2 separate regions of the Gossypium arboreum genome follow, and region 1 is linked to region 2. The links are chromatin contacts, called in public Hi-C maps. All regions are on one chromosome and are shown on one strand. Each heading gives the region's core, a stretch centred on a gene start, on an enhancer-like site or on the middle of the called end of the contact. The rest is flanking DNA. Distances are from core to core; before and after follow the strand shown.

Region 1 (4,966 bases), core at 1,890-4,389, 720 kb after region 2:
TAATATTGTTTTTATAATTTAAATTTAATATACAATTTTTAGATGAATTTAGATTTTATACAATTTTATGAATGAAATTTTAATTTGATATAATATCATCCTATGCTTATATATTACATACACAAATAATTATATTTATCTAATACAAAAATAAATTAATGTATTCATTTTTTTAAAATTTTAGATATATATTTAAATCATAATCAAAATTTTATATGTATAATTGCACTAAATTAAAATATAAGTGACTTATTTTAAATGATAAAAGAATTCAACTAGATATGGCTGTATTGAGATTTGTAATTTTTTCTTTATTTTTTTGTTGTATTGATTTTATCGTTATATTTTAAAAATAAAAATAAAAAATTTAGAATGGGGAGATGAATAATAATATAATGAAAATTGTTTTCACCGTCCATCTATTTTAAATGAATTGATAATCCATCTTTGGTTCAATTCAAAGTTATAGTATTTGATAGTGTAATCAAAACTAATGTAGGATTAGTGAATAAAATTATGCTTTTTTCTTGATAATACAAGATTAAAAAGAACAAACGGTTTTTTAAAAATAAATACGATAAAAGCTATGCACTTTTTTCATAATCGTGATAGCAGTGACGTGGAAATTAAACTTATTTAATAGCCATGAACTAATCTTCCGCCCTTTCTATGGGTTGTATAATTTTTTAATGTTAAAATAATTCCCCATTTCAGTATTAAAATATTCCAAGTATGTAGCACTATCTCTGTTACATGGTACAATAATCCCCCATTTTTGTATTTACTTCCTTTTAACTCTATATCGTCAAATGCAAGAAGTGTGATAAAGTAATTGGTCGGTAAGGAATTTATAAAAAATAAGGAAAATGATTTCGATTTGAATATGAAAAAATCAATTCAAAATAAATATTTTTATATGATCTTATGTTTATTTAATGATATAAAAATATTTTTTATTAATTTTATCTCAATAATATCATTTTCAAATATTTACTCTAAATTCTCTCTAAAACATTTTATTTTAAAATCTGTAAAATATAATTTTTTTCAAAAATTTAAAAGTTTTCTTCCTTATGTGGAATATTTTCTTTCTACTCATAGTAAATATATTGGTAGAGGTGGCTGTGGACCCGAACGCAGCACGGATCCTCTTGCTCTCTGTGCCCTGCAATGCAAACTGTCAATGAGGTGGGCAGCTATGGCCTAATATTACAGTACTTTTCAGTTTTTATTATTTTCCCAAAGAAAACAAACATATTACAATTATAACAACTTATTGAATCAAGTAGCGTCTATCAGGTTTTTTACTACATTAGGACAAAAATTTTTTAAAATAATACAAATAAAAATTATGTACCAAAATGATACATTTGGAGTGATGCTGTCATAGACATATAAAATATATTTACTTTAAAAATGTACCATTTTAAATAAAATTTTCATTTTAATACAAAATGTACCATTTTGATACATAATTTTTATTTATATTATTTTGAATTTTTTATTTTTTGTCCTAGTTTAATAAAAACCCAGCGTCTTTCAAAAGAAAAAAAAACTTATGATAATATATAAATAAAATTTTGAGTCAAATATTTTAGATATAAAAATATAATGTTGAGAGAATTTGTCTTTATTTAAACATTAGGAGTTCTAAAATTAAGGCTTGCATTTTCAATAAAATAAAAATTAAAGTTTGCATTTAATGGATATTATTAATGAACTGTGTTGAAATACAACCCTATTAATTTATAAATAATTATAAGACTTATCATATGTATATGTGCATGAAAATAACGATTTAAAATATAAATTTATTTTTAAAGATAAATACAATAAATAATGAAATATATTATTTGAGATTGATTAATAAAAATAACACATAAAATGTATACAATCTTAAAATAAAAATTATATTAAATTATGAATAAAATGAAAATTAAACATGTAAATATATCATATTAAAAATACTAAATGTATTACAATTATTTATAATGATATTGTCAACAATTTTGCATTAGTGTCAAGTTGACTTACGACAACAATTTAACCAACAACATTATTCATATGTATAAATATATAAAAATTTAAAACATAGACATAACTTATTAAAATTTTAAATAAAAATTAAAAATTGATTTAGTTCAAATGACAAATGAAAAAACGATATGAATAATGTATTTAGCTCAAATCTCATCATGTATAAATTTTATTAATCTATAAAAATATAAAAGAAATAAAAACACTAACATAATCACAACAAAAGGAACAATATAGATTTTAAAATTTATTAAAAATAAATATAATTATTATATTTTTAACTAGTTAGCCTCATCATATATAATAACTTAATATGTAGATGACTATATGTAAATTTATTTTTTATATTTTAAAGGGTTTTTCACTTAAATAATATAAAATTTTAAAATAAATATTAAAATAGGATAAACATCCTATTATTTACCAGACTATGCAAAATGAGCATTATATCATCGATGCAATTAGTGGCACCCAACTTTCCTACCGTCAATGATTGCTTGAATCATTAAAATTTAAAAGAATATATACTTTTTTTAGGTGCCACCTCAGCAATTCGCGGCACCAGTATTTCAGGCAAAAAAAAATACACCGTTTTAAATTATATTTTTCTAGGTATAAAAAAATTAAATATTTTTTAAAATTTTAATGATTCAAGCAATCAGGGGCGAAGCCAAGAGCTGGTATGAGCCTCGCCTCCCTAAAATGTAAAATTAATTTTTACTCTTAAATTTTTTTAAAAATTTTAAATTAATAAATATAAAATTACACTTTGGCCCTTTAAAATTATAAATATTCAATTTAATTCTTTATAAATTATAAAGATATAAACTATAACAAATTAAAATTTTACCAAACCCCGTAAAAAAATTTTTTGATTCATTGTAAGCAGATGATAGGGAAGATGAGGGTTGCTGGAGCAATTGGTGGGATGATATATACTGTTTATTTGGCCTAGTTTGATAATTAATAAGGTGTTTATCGTATTTCAGTATTTATTTTATTATTTTTTATTATTTCATTAAAAAATTCTATTTCAAAATATACTGCTACTAATAATAATTAATTTTTTTAAAAAAATTCCCAGAAAGTGATTATTAGTGTATAAGCCCAGAAACTGCCATAAAATGGGATATACTCATCTGACTGTTAAATCTCCGCCCTTCCTTCCTTATCATACCTCAAAACCCTCTCTTATATCATCTCTTTCTATTGCCCCCACCGCGGATGAGAGCTTCAACGGTTATGCCCTCTTCGTTATCCCATAGCTGAAATACCTTCCTTTTTTCCAGCTTTTTATTAAAAAAACTATTCTATCTCTGTTCTTCAACCTTCAAGTCTCGGAAAAATCATCTGTTTTTTGCTGCTGCTGCTGCTTGGTAACCATTGAAATCTTAACTAGTTCCAAAGTTCATATACGTCGGGAAAAAATTCTGCATAGAAAGCTAGTTTCGATTGGTTTCTGCCATTTATATGTTATATTGGAATTAAAAAGAATTGGGTTATACTCCAAAACCTGCTTTTTACAAATATGTTTTATCGTTTGATTAATTTTTTGTTTATGAAGATGACGATACGTAACAGGATTCATTTTCTTGGTACAGGCGTGCAGCTATAAATATCTTATCTAAAAGAGCTTAAAGTTAGAAATTCCCAGTTCCCATCCCCATCTACCCCGAGGTTGAAAATGGCTCCAAGGAACAGCCGAGGAAAGGCCAAAGGAGAGAAGAAGAAGAAGGAAGAGAAGGGTATTACTCTATTAGTATTTCTCAATCGTATTTGATAAATTACTCAAATTTAACCGCGGCGCCCCGCCCCGCCCTGGCCGGCGCCGGCCTTTTTTCATCTTGTTTGCAGTTCTGCCGGTGGTGATGGACATCACCGTACACCTCCCCGATGAAACTCATGTTATTCTCAAGGTTGGTCCCTGTGTTTTTCATCGTACACCTTCCTTAGCGATTTTGTTTATCATCGTGGCACCATGTGCGTGTATGTGTGCGCGTTTTCTTTTAAATTTTAAGAGGCCTCTTTTCGTTTTTCATGCTTTTGGAGCTGGATTTCGTTACACAATCGTCTTTTCGTCAGCAACCATTTTATTAATAATTCTTTGGGTCCCAATTCTCAGAAATTAAATATCTCAACCAATTATGGAAATGGAAAGCAGTTAAGCTTTAAATTTTTATTTTTTATTTTGAGTTGAGCTTCTTTAAATGAAGTTTGGAATTTGGAAGAATTTATCTTCTATTTAAAAAAATAGAATTCGTTTTAATTTTAAATTTAATTGCGACTTAGTATATTCTAAGAATAGATAATATTTATCTTTTCGACCTTTGAAATGGAGTTGGTTGCTAATATGTTGAATATATAAATATGTGCAGGATATAACAATACGCTACAATTTTTTAGAATTATCATTATTATTTAATTTTCTTTTTACAAATGGGGTAAATTTTATAATTTGTAAATAAAAATGGGCAGGGGATATCGACAGACAGGATACTAGATGTACGTCGTCTTTTATCGGTGAATACGGAGGCCTGCAACATCACAAACTTTTCCTTATCCCATGAGGTAAGGTCGTGAGGGTACATGCATTTCTAGTACAAATAATTTTGGTAAACTAATTTACAAATTTTTATTTTATAATTAGAAAAATTATTAGGCCCTTTTATATAATTTAATTTAAAAATTAATAAATTTTCGACCAAATATCAGAAAAATCATGTCAGCTTCAAAAGAATATGACAGCAGAAACGACACACAGATCATGTTCAAGTTGATAAAATAGCTCTTGGAAATATCATGGCCATCATTTTCCGTCTCCGAAATAATGGACTGTAATTTTGTTTACGTCTTCTTTAGAAGAGGAAGAAAAGAAAGGTGCATCTCATTTTGCACTATATACAAAATTTATTTAAATTAATGTTTTCAT
Region 2 (4,581 bases), core at 1,547-4,046:
TTAGCTCTCTCATGGCAGAACTGATGTAATTTTTTATTTAAAAATCAGAGTGCTGAGAAAGCCCTGAAAAAAACAAAAAGGTTAATGTACATTAAGGAGAAATTAGATAATGTGTTTTAGGGAAAAGGGTATTGAGAACCTTTAAATAATAACAATAAGATGTAATTTTTAATGCCTTGAAAAGAGATTTAGACTGTATGTGATGTGTGAAAGAACAAAACATGTCTTACTTGGATGTCTTGAGAAAGGAGTTAATGTTGGAATATTTCGTAAAGCATTGGAAACTAATCTTCATCTTTCAAATATATGATAATTAAAAAGGAAAAAGAACATAGCAGAGATATATATATATTTGGATCCGACATTCATCCAACGATGGATGGAGATTTATGTAATCGTCGATTTTAGAAGAAAATTGAAGTTTTTAAAGACTGAGGATTTGTTTTGTTAAAAATTGCTTTTGCAAAATATCTTCAAAAGGGGTGATATTTTAATGTTTGGATGAATTGTTTTTAATTAAATGAATTTTATGAGCAAATATTAATTATATATCACATGAATGAATCTCTACTATTCAATGTCTCCTTCGCAACAAAGAGGGGTGGTTTGGATGTTGTCTCCCCAAATTGAACAAATAAAGAAGGGGCATCTCAGTAAAAAAGGGCAAAAGTTGCAGAAATGGAGACTAATATAACGATGATGATTCCAAATTATATTAAAACAAAGCTAAGCAGATACTTATACAATGATTCAAACAAATACCTCGTCTCGTCCTATTTTCATACAATATCAACGAACTTTGATCCTGCACACAATATAATCATATTTCTCAAATATGTATACTATTTATTGAAACACAATATTAAACTATTTAATATTTTTCAAAAAAAAAAAAACATTTTACTAATATGATATGTGCTGATTAGGCTATTTTCGTCGATATTTAAACTGGAACGAATTAAGGTTTTCAATCCTTTTTTTTTTTTTTCCAAATTTTACCCTGCATATTTTAACATACTAAGAATTATGCCATTAACAACACTTAGAATTGTGCTGTTTAAGAAATGTAAACTCAAGTAGTACTATATTTTCGTTTCAATTCTATTAAAATAAGGAAATTTTAATGTTTTGGTCCTTTTACTATATTTAATTTATCTATTTTATCTCACATCATTTTATCTTATACTTTTTACAATATTATTAATTAATCATGGACTAAAATACTAATACATTTTTTAAAAAACATCTCTTTTAACCCAAAAAACAGCCTCCTTCACATCATCAGTTAACTAATTATATTATAAAAACTAATATATATTTTGGTCTTTGAACTTGTTTATTTCCACTTACTTAGTCCCTGAATTTAGATTTCATCAACCAAGTTGATACCTCTACACTAACACCAATAATTTGTGTTGATGTAGTACTGCTAATCAATCTAACGATGCCACGTGGTAGTCTTTCAGAACGTCACACGACAAACATAAACAATTTATATATTTTTAAATTTTTTTAATTTTATGTTTGTTAGATAACATTTTGGGAGGATGCTATGTGGCACCATTAGATTGGCTAGCAATGTCACATTTAACACAAATTAACAGGGTTGGTGTAGAGATACCAACTTGATTGAGGGTATATCCAAAAATTTTAGGAACTAACTAGGTAGAAATGAATAAGTTCAAGGGCCCAATTTTATATTATCCCTATTATAAAAGAAAAGCAACCAATTATGTAAAATTAAAATAGGTACTAAATATCCAATTTAAACTTAGTAGAGGGATGGTGACCATAATTTGACCTTAAAAATAATGAGAATGGAAGAGTTCAACGTCGTGTTTACCATCTTAAGGTGTGGATGAGGCAGTTAGGCATATCATCACCGTCGAGCTGTTTCATGGTGATTCCTTTACACTTAACGGTAATCCCCAACATGCCAGTCTTCAACCCCGCCACACCCACTCCAACTTTCGTCCGAGCCGCCACGTTCACCGCCAAACTCTTCGATTTGTACCCACTCAGAAGCCTATTCGCCAACGTATTATCCACCTGCTTGTTGCTTGCCTTCGTCTCCACTTTCAAGCTAGTCGTGTATTGTTTCCTCGACGTGAACTTGGGCACCTTCGCCGTCCCGACCTCAGTCTCGTCCTCGCCTTCCCCGACGCTGATGTCGACCGCCGTATCGCCGTAATAATACGTCATCTTCCCGTTGGGATTCCTCACTTCCATTACCGTCATCGTCGTGGCATCGAGGTAGGTACCGTCGGGTGTTTCTGTGACGTTGAAGCGGGGGATTTGGAATGACTGGACGTGGAAACGTGGTAATTTGGGGTTGACCGAAAAGTAGAAAACGGCGGCGAAGATGATGATCAGGGCAATCAAGATCGAGAAAGAGATGCAAAAACAGCAGCAACAAACACGGCCCTTCTTTTTCTTGGGCCGGAAAGATGGCGGAAGAACCGGCTTTCGCGGCAACGGTTTAAACCCAGCGGGCGAGTTAGGGTCATTGTATCCAGGTGGCTTGTTGAGTGCCGATGGAAATAGAGCGTCGGACATGGCTTGTATGTAAAAAATGATTCTATCCTGGTCCTGGATTAAAAAAGAAAATGAAAAGGTGGCTTATTTACGTACAATTAAGTGAGAATTAAATTGCTTCGAAAATTGAAAAGAAGACAGAGCAAGCAAAAGGAGAAGAATGTGAAGGATGTTGGTACTTGTTTCAGTGCAACAATACTATAATTACTACAGATTGTTGTTTTGAATTACCCTAATAGTTTCCTTACTATCTATCTAATGTTTGCTTGGTTTGGATCTATTTAAACAAGTTATTAAATGGCCGAAGCCAAACACTTGTACATATGCATGTCAACAACAAATGTTATATAAGATTAAATTCATATCAAACAATGAACATCAATTTCTTCTTTTGCTTATTTTTTATTTTTATATGTGTTTTTATTTTCAGATTTCAGTCATAGAGTCTGAACGGTAGCAATTAAAAAATTTGTTAAATTCCATGTAATTCTATATCATGCATAAATTTATAGATATAATCTGTCATATTTTAAAAATCGGGTTAGAAAAAATTAAGTTTGTGAAACTTAGAGTGGTTACATTTTGATTTTGAGTTAGGATTGTAAAAATGTTATTATGTAAATTGATTTGGTTTAGTGATTAAGTATTTAGTTGTGTGCTTGAGGTCTTGTGTTTAAATCATTCTTTTTGGAATTTTTGTTATTTTTGTTCCTATCTATATCTTTGTATATTTGACTTAAATTTAATTCAGTGGTAAGGTTTTAACTTACCATTTGATCTTGTGTTTGAATTCTTGCGTATGCAAAGTGGAAAATTAATTTTGTTTTAAACTCTGTGAAAAATCTGATGTGGATAATGATATGAGTTAGTGGGGTAGTTGTAAAAAACCTAGTACTGAGGGATTTTTCTCCTAAATTTTGTATCAATTTCATGTTTTTTTCCTTTTGTTTTTTTTCTCTGTTAATTTCTTCTTCTGTCGCCCTTCCTATTTCATTTGGCTTCTTTCTTTGATCTTCCTTCTTGTTCCTGTTATTCTCGATTTTGTCACCTATTTGCCAATTAATTTGTGATGACTGTGCGTGGTAAGTATTTCAGAATTAGATTTGTAAGTTCGTCGTGGGTAATTCTTCATATGTTTGCTTTGTGTGTTTTATATCGTTGTGACATTGAAGTTAAAGGTTATTTTGTAATGTTGGTTAGGTGGGGATCGTGAATTTTGGATCCTCTAGTGAATTAAACTTCTATTGGCTACTGTTTTGCAAAAGGTAAGTGATGAAAGTGTTAATTAAGGGTTAGTTTCGTTAGTTCATGGATTGATTGTATTTGAGTTAGTGGACGGATTTAGTGCGAGACTTGCTTATTAATTCTTTTTGAAATGGAGATTTAGGTATTGGAATTTTCACGATTGCGTTCGCATCAAGAAATGACTAGGTGTGTAATGAAAAGTCTGAAAAAAGTAGCGAACAATCAAAAGTCGAAATACATGCTGTCGATATCACACGGCCGTGTGCCAGGCCATGTGGCAGACTGTGTGAGATACATGACCTTGTGCCAGATCATGGAGACCACATAGTCTGGGCTATTTGGGCCGTGTGGGCCACATGGGGGTGTGTTACACTGTGTGGGCTACACGGACTGACCATCTAGGTCGTGTGGGCCTATTTTTTGAAAAATTTCACTTAGGCCCATTTGACTTAGAAATTCATAATTAAACCTTTTGTGGGGTCTGTTTGGCTAAAATAAGACTCGAAATGTGACATTTGTTAATATGTGTCAGTATGTAATATGGTTAAGGTATGTGAAATATGTATGTACGATCTGAGTTCTGATAACTTTGAAAGTATAATTACATGTAAAAAAAAAAAAAACACGTATGACATCTGTATATAGAATAACTCTTAGTATAAGCAATATGACATGTAATGATCTGTAAAAATATGTTTAGGTATGCATGTCATACCATTCATGTGATATTTACGTATGTTATTATGATTATGCATGTGCATTGAGGTAAGTTTTGGTATGACGGAGGAAGTGTTTTTTGGC

What was found. Hi-C and Micro-C count contacts between places; a contact is called where the count stands out from the background.
Region 1: a contact with region 2 is called in a Hi-C map of leaf, with 3 times the contacts expected there. The contact joins the promoter of LOC108469563 here to the promoter of LOC108468706 in region 2. A contact is called at or near these places in 2 of 5 Hi-C or Micro-C datasets (both in leaf).

Annotation. Positions count from the first base shown.
Region 1 is chr8:27,083,354-27,088,319 of ASM2569848v2, forward strand. LOC108469563 (protein REDUCED CHLOROPLAST COVERAGE 1-like) reads left to right here and starts at 3,140. Exons shown (of 27, transcript XM_017770451.2): 1 at 3,140-3,413; 2 at 3,639-3,782; 3 at 3,892-3,953; 4 at 4,513-4,605. The coding sequence starts at 3,722.
Region 2 is chr8:26,360,813-26,365,393 of ASM2569848v2, forward strand. It overlaps LOC108468706 (NDR1/HIN1-like protein 6), which reads right to left and starts at 2,797. Exons shown (of 2, transcript XM_017769576.2): 1 at 1,844-2,797; 2 at 692-805. The coding sequence starts at 2,556. The coding sequence ends at 790. It overlaps LOC108470224 (common plant regulatory factor 1), which reads left to right. Exons shown (of 13, transcript XM_053031961.1): 13 at 1-220.